Linked DNA regions of Siniperca chuatsi: region 2 is linked to region 1. Evidence: chromatin contacts called from public Hi-C data. All regions are on one chromosome and are shown on one strand. Each heading gives the region's core, a stretch centred on a gene start, on an enhancer-like site or on the middle of the called end of the contact. The rest is flanking DNA. Distances are from core to core; before and after follow the strand shown.

Region 1 (5,627 bases), core at 122-2,621:
CAGTACTTTAAGGCATTTGCTCTACTGTTGTACATTAGAATCTTCTGGAATTAAACGGACACAATACACGAATGAACATTATGACCAGGTTCATGCAATAACCTTAGAAACGTGAAGATATCACAGGAAGAGACGGACTGAAGGCTAATAATTAGCATCAAAATAACATTTAACTGTTGTTTAACCACTGGTCTGAAAATACCCATGCGCATTGTTACAGTCCTAGCTACTGATTTTACCACGTCTTAAATACCGTTGTTTTACTCCTTATTATAACGCCTGGTCTACAACTCCAGTGCGGTTTGTGTGCTAGGTAATCCTGGATTAGGAGTACACATGCTCTTCACTGGCACTGGTAATTAGCTCAGATTTGACGTGGGTAGGGGACATGCCAAACTCCATTAAAATATGGCAATATCGAGACGGCACTATAATGTGAAAACGAATAACACTTCGTAAAACGTGCCTCTCAATGTTTAATGAAACGTGACCACCTTATTTTACATTCGGTATACACTTGATACACCTCCCAGTACTTGTTTCAGTTAAATCCAAATGTTTCTAATTGCTTCACAACCGCACACCGCCAAGAATTTGGTGGACGATAACAGAGGTAAAGTTAGCTAACGCTGACAACAACAGGACGGCCGATGATAAAGGTTGATTTTTTTTTTAATGAAATAATGGATTGTTAATGGATCACATGCATGCCGAATTTGCTAGATGAACCTGTTGAATCGTAAAGGCTACACGCGATGTGTGTTTGCCGATGAACAAGGCACTTTAAAATGTATTCAACTTCGAATTATGTGAGATTATTATGAAACACTTCTGTTCGGCATGGTAAAGGTAACGTTACGTTAAGTAAATGGACTAACGTTTAGTCCATTTAGCATTTTCAACTTCTGTGAAGCGTAAATGATAATCCGGCAATGTTGTACTATTCTCTATTGTCAACAGTACGTCTCCATGGGTGCAAGTATTTTTTTTATATATAATGGTCTGTCTGTGGTTGATTTCTTAAGCTAGCTAGCTAGCTATAATTTTAGTCAAGCTAGCGGCAATGACCTTCGACAGCCGGTCCATGCCACCCTGGGAAGACATCCTGCTCGAGCAAACATGGAGAAAAAATAACATACGGCTAAAAAATAATCGCGCTGTTGACCTGGATGAGACATGCGGTTAGTGAACAAACAGGTCTGCAGTTACACACCACCCCGGGCTGTTGGGTACGCTTGCTTTCGCCCCGTATTTGCACTGTTTATGCCTGAAGCCTACCTTACGTGACTACCGGAAGTAGTTTCTGACGCAAGCTGCAGTTGGAACGTAACGCCCATAACGTCAACAACATGTGATTACACAGATTGGTACGCTAAAGGTATGTATTCAAGATGCAATGTTGGGTGTAAAGTGCAGATGATACCCAATTATATCTATCGATCAAGCCAGATGAAACTAACCAGTTAGCTAAACTTCAAGCATGCCTTAAGGACATAAAGACCTGGATGACCTGCGACTTTCTGATGTTAAACTCAGACAAAACTGAAGTTATTGCACTTGGTCCCAAACACCTCAGAGACACATTATCTAAAGATATAGTTACTTTAGATGGCATTGTCCTGGCCTCCAGCAGCACCGTGAGGAACCTCGGAGTTATCTTTGATCAAGATTTATCCTTTAACACCCACGTGAAACAAACTTCAAGGACGGCCTTTTTTCACCTACGTAACGTTGCAAAAATCAATGCCGCAAAATTAGTGCATGCATTTGTTACTTCTAGGCTGGACTATTGCAATTCTTTATTATCCGGCTGCTCGAATTGATCCAGAATGCTGTGGCACGTGTCCTGACAAGGACTAGGAAAAGAGATCATATTTCTCCAATATTAGTTTCTCTGCACTTGCTCCCTGTAAAATCCAGGATAGAATTTAAAATCTTTCCCCTGACCTACAAAGCTCATAATGGTCTGGCACCATTGTATCGTAAAGATCTCATAATACCTTATAGAAGACTGCGCTCCCAGAATGCAGGGTTACTTGTGGTTCCTAGAGTCTCCAAAAGTAGAAAGGGAGCCAGAGCCTTCAGTTATCAAGCTCCTAACTATAAGCTTTGATAAAGCTTATAGTTAGGGCTGGCCTAGGTGAATCCTGAACCATCCCTTAGTTATGCTGCTATAGCCCTAGACTGCCGGGAGACTTCCCATGATGCACCTCTTTCATCTCTCCTTCCCTCCCTCTCCATCTGTATGGATTTTTATCCCATTACTGCATGTTACTAACTCGACATCTTCTCTCTCTCGTAGTTCTGTGCTTTCTCGTCTCTCTCCTCTCTCCTCCTGTCGCTTTCAGCAGGTATTTCTGCCTCCGGAGCTGCAGAGTCTGGATCTGTGGTGGGCCACTTGCTGCCCCCGTGTTCCTGCTCGACAACTGCTACTACAGTTGTTGTTATTGGCTCTGTTACTAATACTGACATTATTATATTATTATTTTTCCTATAGCTGTCATTCCTATTATTACGAATTTATTAACATTAACACTACAATTACTATTCTACTATTTAAAAAAAAATCTAGGTGGTATTTGCATTGTGCCTCCCTCTCTTTTTCTCCTCCTAATGGTGGTAGAGACTGGTTTCTGTGTTTGGGTGACCATAGATAGGTTAAACTGCCAAGTAGCCTCCATAATGAAGGAGGAAGAAAGTGCACCAAAACACACTTCTGTATGTACTCAGTCAGGACTAGTACCAGATTCTGACAGGATTAATAGGTAATAGTAATATTAATAATATGTGCAAGGGTCACCTCATCACCTGTGCTGAGTGTGCTGAGGTTAAAGAGATCAGTGGAATTCAAGCAGAGAGTAGAGAAAACATTCTTCTGTCATCACACTCTGTACAGCACAGGCATCAAAACTGGTGCAAATGCAGATTAATTCCTCCTTCATCCTCAAATGATTTCGTTTCCCCTCCCTGCATTAGTTCAGAAGTAACTATTTCCAATTTAACCATGTTATCTCAGAATAGGCTCACAGGCTGGGGAATCAATCACAAATCTAAAGATATCTGATGAGGCAGCGCAGAAGTGCTTCACTTCAAATACCTTTTTTTTTCCAAAGCCAAGCAAGAAATGCATCATTTCAGAATGGTTTCTCACCATCAAAGAGATCTGCAGTTTTGCCCTGGAGTGGGTAATATCCCGCCACAAATCCAGAAATGTTATGAAGGACAGTGGAAAATAGTGTTAGGGTTCAAACACCTGCTCACAGCATCTATACGTGGGATAAAAGACGAGGAGGATTGATCCAACTGATCTCTACAACGTCAGTCATTTTGGTCAGGCTCCAGCTTCAACATCAAGCTGGAGTCTTCACCTCCCTGGCTAGATTTTAAGGTGTAAATCCTAATTCTTCACATAAAAGGTAAGCGCTTCCTTTTGGGAGAAGGCTTCGCCCATCATCTTCACACAAGTGTGAGTGTGTGTTTACATTGCACTTCTTCCCATGTAAAATCGTTGAATCATCTCTGTTAAGTAGATCAAACCAACATAACCTGTACAATTATCATACCGTCACCAAAGCTTGGTCATGGTGCAAGGGAAAAACTGATTTCCACTGGCTAGCCAAAGGGTTGCCATGGCAATGGATGTCACCCATCACCGACACGCATACACTCTGAATGGAGGCATGTCATACCAATCAAATTCAGTGTTCCTAAATAGAAAAATTGACAAATCCTCCATTATTGTTCAAATTAAGCATTGTGGAGGCACTTTTAGCTCATTCTGGTTTAGACATAACTGTCCTGTAGTATTTTTCTCTTACAGCGGTAGAAAGACAAACCTTGGCACAAATACTTAATAGTCTTGAATGGCTAGATAATATGATAATGGGCTAAAACTCTTAAAAGTGACAAGAATTTTCAAAAGCATATTTCATGTACCACTTCAGGCACAGTCAGGGAAATGTGTGCGCCCTCCCTCATGTAAAACAGGTTGGTAATGAGGTATGGAAAAACATTTCAAGCTGCAATGAAAGTCTGACACGTGGAACTGGCATTTGTTGACAAATTGTTGGTGGACATAGTCGCACTACTGAGTGCCATAGAGCCATTTAATTTATGATACATGTAATGGAAATGCCACTATAACATCTATACAGTCTCCTGATATAAGAGATGTATGCACCCACGTATACAAAATGAATTAAGCACATTTAATATGCCTGCCTATATGCAAATTGTTATCTGATATCGGTTACACAAACCCACTTGCCATAATAGAAACAATATATATATTATACATATATTAACAATAATTAGTGATAATGAGTGCGTGTACATATAAAAGTTAATAGATTAGAAGATCAGGTCACTTTAAAGGTTGGGTATGCGATTCTCATCCAATACACGTTTTTGTCAAATTCAGCGAATATCTCCTCACGTTCCTCTAGCTGTCCGTTCTGTGTGTGCGCTGAAACAAACTCCAGTGTTTGTACACAGCCCTGGCTCTGTAAATGGGAAACAAACAAAGTGGCTCGGACACTATTCCAGCCATTCCAGCCCAGGTAACGTTGGACTTGCCCACGGACATTCAGCTTACTTTCTAGTTTGCCAAGATGTGCTGTTGTGATGTTAGCTATAGTAGCAGGAGAGTTGTGAGCGTCGCTGTCTGGAGCTGATGTGCTGGCTCTGGGAAACCGTCTCGTCCTCTCTGCTTCGCAGCAGCAGCTGTAGTGAGAGTTTGCTAACCCACAACCTAGCATAACATTAGTTATATTACTTGGTGTGCCGTTGTTCGCTCTATATCATGATATTTGTCGTGGTATTGGATTTCTCCAGAATCGCACACCCCACCTTTAAGAGTAACTTAAAAACCAAGAACATTATTAAGAAGATGGACTCAGTGTCATTTGCTGTGGATAATTTGTCTTTTGAAAAGAATGAGCAGCCATTAGTGAGATCAATATCACACATCTCATTGGCATTAGGTCTCATGGTTCACTTTGACAAATTAGAGCCAGCATGGGGTGAGTTGTTGACATTGCCTCTTCAGGTTTAACAATTGTTTGTGATACAAATCACAATGTGTTCAAGGACTTTCATTTATGTTTTATTTATGTAATTTTTCTCTGGTCATTGTCATGTGGGGTTAGAGCCTATTCCCGCACATATTGTGCAGAAGACAGACACCCATGGAAATCTGTTCATGGACTGGAAACCTGTCCATCAATAGTGATAGTAAAAATAGACTCTCACATTCATGCATATCAGCAATTCACCGCCTAAACTCCACCTGATTGTATTGGAGTATATGTATTTTTGGAATGGTGGAGGAAACCCACACAAACACCAGGTACATGTTCTCCACAGGAAGGCCATGTAAACTCCGCACAGAGAGTTAAGGTCGGGTTATGCTAGATCAGAACTGGTTCATCCGACGTGTTGTCCAACCACATGTCCAAAAGTATATAGAATTGTTTCAAACGGCCACACTGGAAGGTGAAGTGATAAACCTCATAGAGAGGAGGGAGACACAATATCGTTTGAATAAGGGGATAACAGCGCACATTTTCAGACAGTCTCTCCTGGAAGGCATTCATCGTGTTGCACTCGGTTGTGACAGAAATAGTTGT
Region 2 (5,091 bases), core at 951-3,450, 250 kb after region 1:
ATATTGGCATTGAGTCAACACTGCTTTGGCCGCCTGGCAAAATTCAGAGTGATCCCACCTATCTTCTGTCTTTGTTGATATCTGTCTCATCGTCCATCCTTAAAGTAGCTTTTTGACTAGTCGCTGTGGTGTTGAATACACTGCTTTCTCTCTCTACAGGTTTTCAATAAGTAATTTTCGCGGTGCGTTGATGGGCCACGTTTGGGCTTTTTGAAACAAGGGGCTGAACTCTGCAGCGACCTCCTGTTTCATCACTCTGAATCATTCATTATTCCTTTGTGAGCAAAGAGCTGCAGGAGGCTCAGCTGCATAGAGGAGATAGATCAGATTTGAGTCGGTCAGCCATGCGTTTTAACAGGGCCTCTCTTCTTGACAGTCAGCTGTAAGAAACATGAGGATCAAAGTAGGAGAAGCACTGGAACATAAATGAGTATTGACTCTGTAGAAATCCAACGACAGCTAAGACTAAGCTTATCGTGACAATCTGTCATTTTCACATATCAGCCTATGCAGTGTTGAAAAGTAAATCTCTCGGTTGGTTGAAAACACCCAGTTCATTAACCTGTGAAAAAAATGGTTACTGCTTACTGTATATCATTAGCATTAAGCTGAAATCCTTAGGGAGGGCTTGGCTGTTTGTTTGCTGTGGGCTTAAACATTCATGCTCATCCTGTTGAATAAACAGGCTCGGATTATCCTAGCAGCCAAAGACAACATGCTAGCTGCTCTAGCAACAATCTCAAACAGATCCACTGAGAAGCGCTGCTCATCAGGAGCATTACAATATTTGCTCTAGATGGCAGATACATAAAGACATATGCCATCTGACCTGCACTGAAAATCTGTTCATTCATTCATTTAAAAAAAAAAGTACAAATTCCCAAATTAAAAAGTAGCAGAATTATTTATGGGACATATTTTAGGTTCATTATGTCAGTCAGATAAATTATTCATATCCTTAACACTTGAACATCATATGTATTTTACATATAGTAAATTGTGAATTTAGAAGTTTGCCCAAATGAGATATATTAGAAATTCCTTTTTTGCTGATGAGAATGATGCATGGCCTACTGACATCTACTGCACATCTGTGGGAGTTTTTCCTTATCCGAATCGAGGGTCTAAGGACAGAGGGTGTCCTATGCTGATCAGATTGTAAAGCAATTTGAGGAAAATTTGTGATATTGGGCTATATAAATAAACTGACTTGATTTGACTATAATTTTAGAAAAATAGCCCATTGCTAAAAATTAAGTAATTTAAAAATAAAAAAGATAATTAGTATCATAATGTATCATGTTTTCCTTCAGTCAAATTGTATTTTAATTGTATTTTGTTAAAGTCTTCAAATTTGGAAGGGAAAATTTAACCCTTTTCAATCACGTTTTGCTGTAGTTACTGTGTAGTTGAAGTCCATAAGTGGTAAAAGATGGGCACAACCACAGTCAGAAATAGCCTAAATAGTCAGAATTCAGTTCTTTAGTACTCCATCAACCCCTTCTGTGTGGATATGTGCAACTAAATGAGTGTGAAGCACAGAGTTGCTGAAAACAGAGTGTAGAAAATGTGCTCCCTCAAATACTTAAACACTGTAAAGGTCAGATAACAAGCTTTTCCTTTATGTCCTTTTTTTAACGTGCAACCAAAACCAACAGGCTGAGCAGGAAAGTTCAGGTCAATAATAGGGTTACTGGAAGTAATAAAACCAGCTGGTGTTCGTTTCTGTTCTTGCCCAACCATGCCTTAATAATAGAAAATCTGTAATTTAAAATATTCCAATTGATTCTTGTATACTATTTATTTATTTAGTTCCACATTCCCCCTCAGTTTGCTGCTCCAGCATCCTTGTGGATCGCTTCTGTCCTCTAGTGGAGAAATATGGAATGGGTCTAAAAAAAATACTGTTTATCAGGAACCTACAGTATGCGTGAAAATAATGGCTTGGAAGACCTCCCTGTTTAAACAGTGGCATTGTGGGGGTTTTGCAATGAATCCTCGACTTCTTACTACATTCATACATTTTAGACAGATTAATATTCTAAATTTATTTATATCCAAATGTAGAACGGCTATCGTTTTTACCAATTTTGTGGTCCGTACCCATGTCCTCCATGACCCTCTAGTAATCCATATATGCTGTAGGTGGATATTTTTAGCCAATGCACCACCACTATAGGCCTAAAGTAAGTGCATCCATACATCTAGCATGGTGAGCCCCTATGGGAATGGAATATAGTGTGGGTGGCCCAGTGGGATTTAAATCTGCCTCTGTTCTCACAGTTGCCTCTCAGCTGTGCTCTGAACAAGACTGACCCACAAAACATGATAATTATCAGTTGATTTTTAGCCATTAAACCATTTAGATTAAACATTTGTTTCTGATATTTTATCTACTTCATTTACATGCTACAAACATAAAGCTTCAAGCAGGGTTGAATCAGCGCTTCTGTATAGAAATCTTAACAACAATATGACTGTTTATTATATTGCAATGTACAGGATTTTTTGTGGTTAAAAATATATTAAACATAAAGTTAGAATGCTTTTTACTGTTTTATCTAATATAACCAAACTGTAAAGTGTTACCCATGTGTCCTGTTTTCTGTTGTGCTATTTATCCATCTAGATTGTTTCAGTGTGAGTTGCCAAGTCAATTTTTGAGTGTGCTGTCAATGGACACTACTAAATGCATTGCACAAAGGAAATGGAGTTAACTGCTCACAAAAAATAAATTGTGGGTGGTGGTGAGAAAGCTTCAGAAAGATCTTAAATCATTTTTCCTCAGATTTGAGTTATGAATACCTGCATATGCCCTATTCCCAGGGCATGTGGCTGTATTGATAACTTGAAATCTTAGGAAAAACAGGCAATGACTTTCTGCAGTTGCAGTTTGATTTCCTGTTAGTTTAAAATGGTAATGCATGCTGATTTTTTGGTAAAACTGTATACTATGACAATTGATATGTACTATATACTGTATGAATTTTGTATGGTGTATGAATTTGGGATAAAGCTATGGTTTCAACCAAATGTGTTGTCCTGATGACTTTTGTGTTCTTTCTTTCTTTTTTCTTTCTTTCTTTAGTTTAGTCAATCATTTCTATACTCCATTCAAATGAACACCCAGCAGATGGACAGTGTCTAGTAGAAGAGTTTATATTTGTTGCATTCTGCTTGTCTGTAATTGCAAATAATTTGAATATTCAGTGCCATCTGTTTTAACCTCTGCTCTGTATATCCGCCTGTCTGTCTCTCCGCCCCAATGACTGACTTCATAAACCCTATTCAGGGAACATTTGTTTAATCTAAAGAGCAATTTTTTATCCATCAGTGTTGATGCTGATATGTAAGTACATATGGCATAAACAGTAAAATACAAAACTTTAACGTGAGAAAAGTTTAACTTGCTTAGTATAAAAATGGTTTATTATATTATTGAAAACAGTTGCTGTGAGTCACTATGCTTTGGCCCCTCCAGTTTATAATGTCGTCTTATTTCTGTGTTTTGTCTCTGTGGAGCAACCTCAGGAGGTCACTGTTGAGCAATTCCTGGAACAGCTGTGTCCTTCTGCAAAGGCCTCTGTATGTGGTAAGGATAAGTTAAATATTACATTTTGACCAGTCACTGTTGTTTTTGGTGACCAGATTTTTATTGATTGGTGTCTGGAGTAAGAAACAAAGACATGAACATGCATACACACACAGGTGTGCGCATACAGTATATGTCCATATATGTTCACATTTAAAACCAGTAACAAATATATAAGAAGATATAAGGTGGTGTTCCTTTCCTAAACAAATTAGCCACCATGATAAAGATTATATTAAAGCAAATCTTCCTCCTCCCATTCTTTTTACCATCCAAAAACCTATAATCCTCTACCTAATTCCTTTGCACTGTCTCCCCAAGGCTACCCAGCATCTAACAAACACAGTAAAACAAACTGTTATTTTCTAGTAATCATTTTAGTCAACATAACTTTCAGTTACACTAATTCCCACCATCTCTGCACATGGATTTACACCAGCACACTGGTTGGTCCAGCTCTTTGTAAATTCAAACTTAGTTATAAGTTAAGTGTTTACTCTGTGGAGATTTACTTATCACTAAATTAAAACAGGTTGAACTACACAAACTAGTTCTAATGTAAAGAGTAGTGGTTAATAAACATTTACACCCAGTACTTCTAGGTGTCTATTGTGCAGTTTACTGAACCATCTAACAAAGCTAACGTTAACTTTCTGATATGTTATCTGTTTAGAGTGAAGAGTAAGTAACGTTACAGGAATAGGGTTGTTTCTGACCTGAGACTTGATTGAAATATTGTTTAATTACAGTGTAAACATGTAAGATTTAAATTACATTTCACAAAAATAACATAATGTATACCTCAAAGTACAGACTGTACATTTTAAACTGCATACATCCAACTAACAGTGAAACACACTTCTTCATGTATGGATATAGAAATAAAATAAAGTCATAGCTGTACCTACATTTGAGGTACTTTTGAAGCACTTAACACACAAACTTAGTGTTAGGTGTAGCTATCTGAACCAACTAACAAAGCTGTCATTAGCCTGCTAATATGTTGCCTGTTAAGAGTGAAGAGTAAAATATGTAATATGAAATATGGTTATACACTTGAATGAAGTGAATGCTGTTAAATGCTGTAACAATGTAAACATTTTTACACTAATTGGACAGACAAAAGTGTGGCAGACAGGAAACAAGGGGAGAGATTGGGCTACTGGAGCGCTCCAACAATGTAAACTTTAGCTGTACACAAACTCAGTGATGGGTTTGTAAAAAGCTTGAGCAACCTGACCCAGACCTTTTTTGTCAACCATCAATAATTAGACTTTAGACATTAAATAGGCATCTTTGTTGCATTTCTTCCTCCATCTCTCTTTCCTCACTCACATAGTTCTATACTGTACTATCTAAAAAAGGCAAATACAGTATAACAAATATATATTTCAATAAAACTGGAACTTTTTAGTTTGTGTTCCATGATGGCATATGCTGTATTCTGTTTCAGAGGCTTTTCCACCCTCGCAGAAAAACACTTATTGAGGGAATTAATT

What was found. Hi-C and Micro-C count contacts between places; a contact is called where the count stands out from the background.
Region 2: a Hi-C map of liver shows a contact between it and region 1, with 4 times the contacts expected there. The contact joins the enhancer-like site here to the promoter of glrx2 in region 1. A contact is called at or near these places in 2 of 3 Hi-C or Micro-C datasets (liver and skeletal muscle).

What each region holds. Positions count from the first base shown.
Region 1 is chrLG6:5,121,722-5,127,348 of ASM2008510v1, forward strand. It overlaps glrx2 (glutaredoxin 2), which reads right to left and starts at 1,372. Exons shown (of 4, transcript XM_044198492.1): 1 at 1,279-1,372. The coding sequence starts at 1,337.
Region 2 is chrLG6:5,365,976-5,371,066 of ASM2008510v1, forward strand. No RefSeq gene overlaps it. Among protein-coding and RNA genes, the nearest start is that of LOC122877991, 3.8 kb to the right of the region's middle. Within about 2 kb of position 2,201, the one cell type or tissue checked has an H3K27ac peak away from gene starts, as active enhancers do. A contact at or near this core is called in liver, where this site is marked.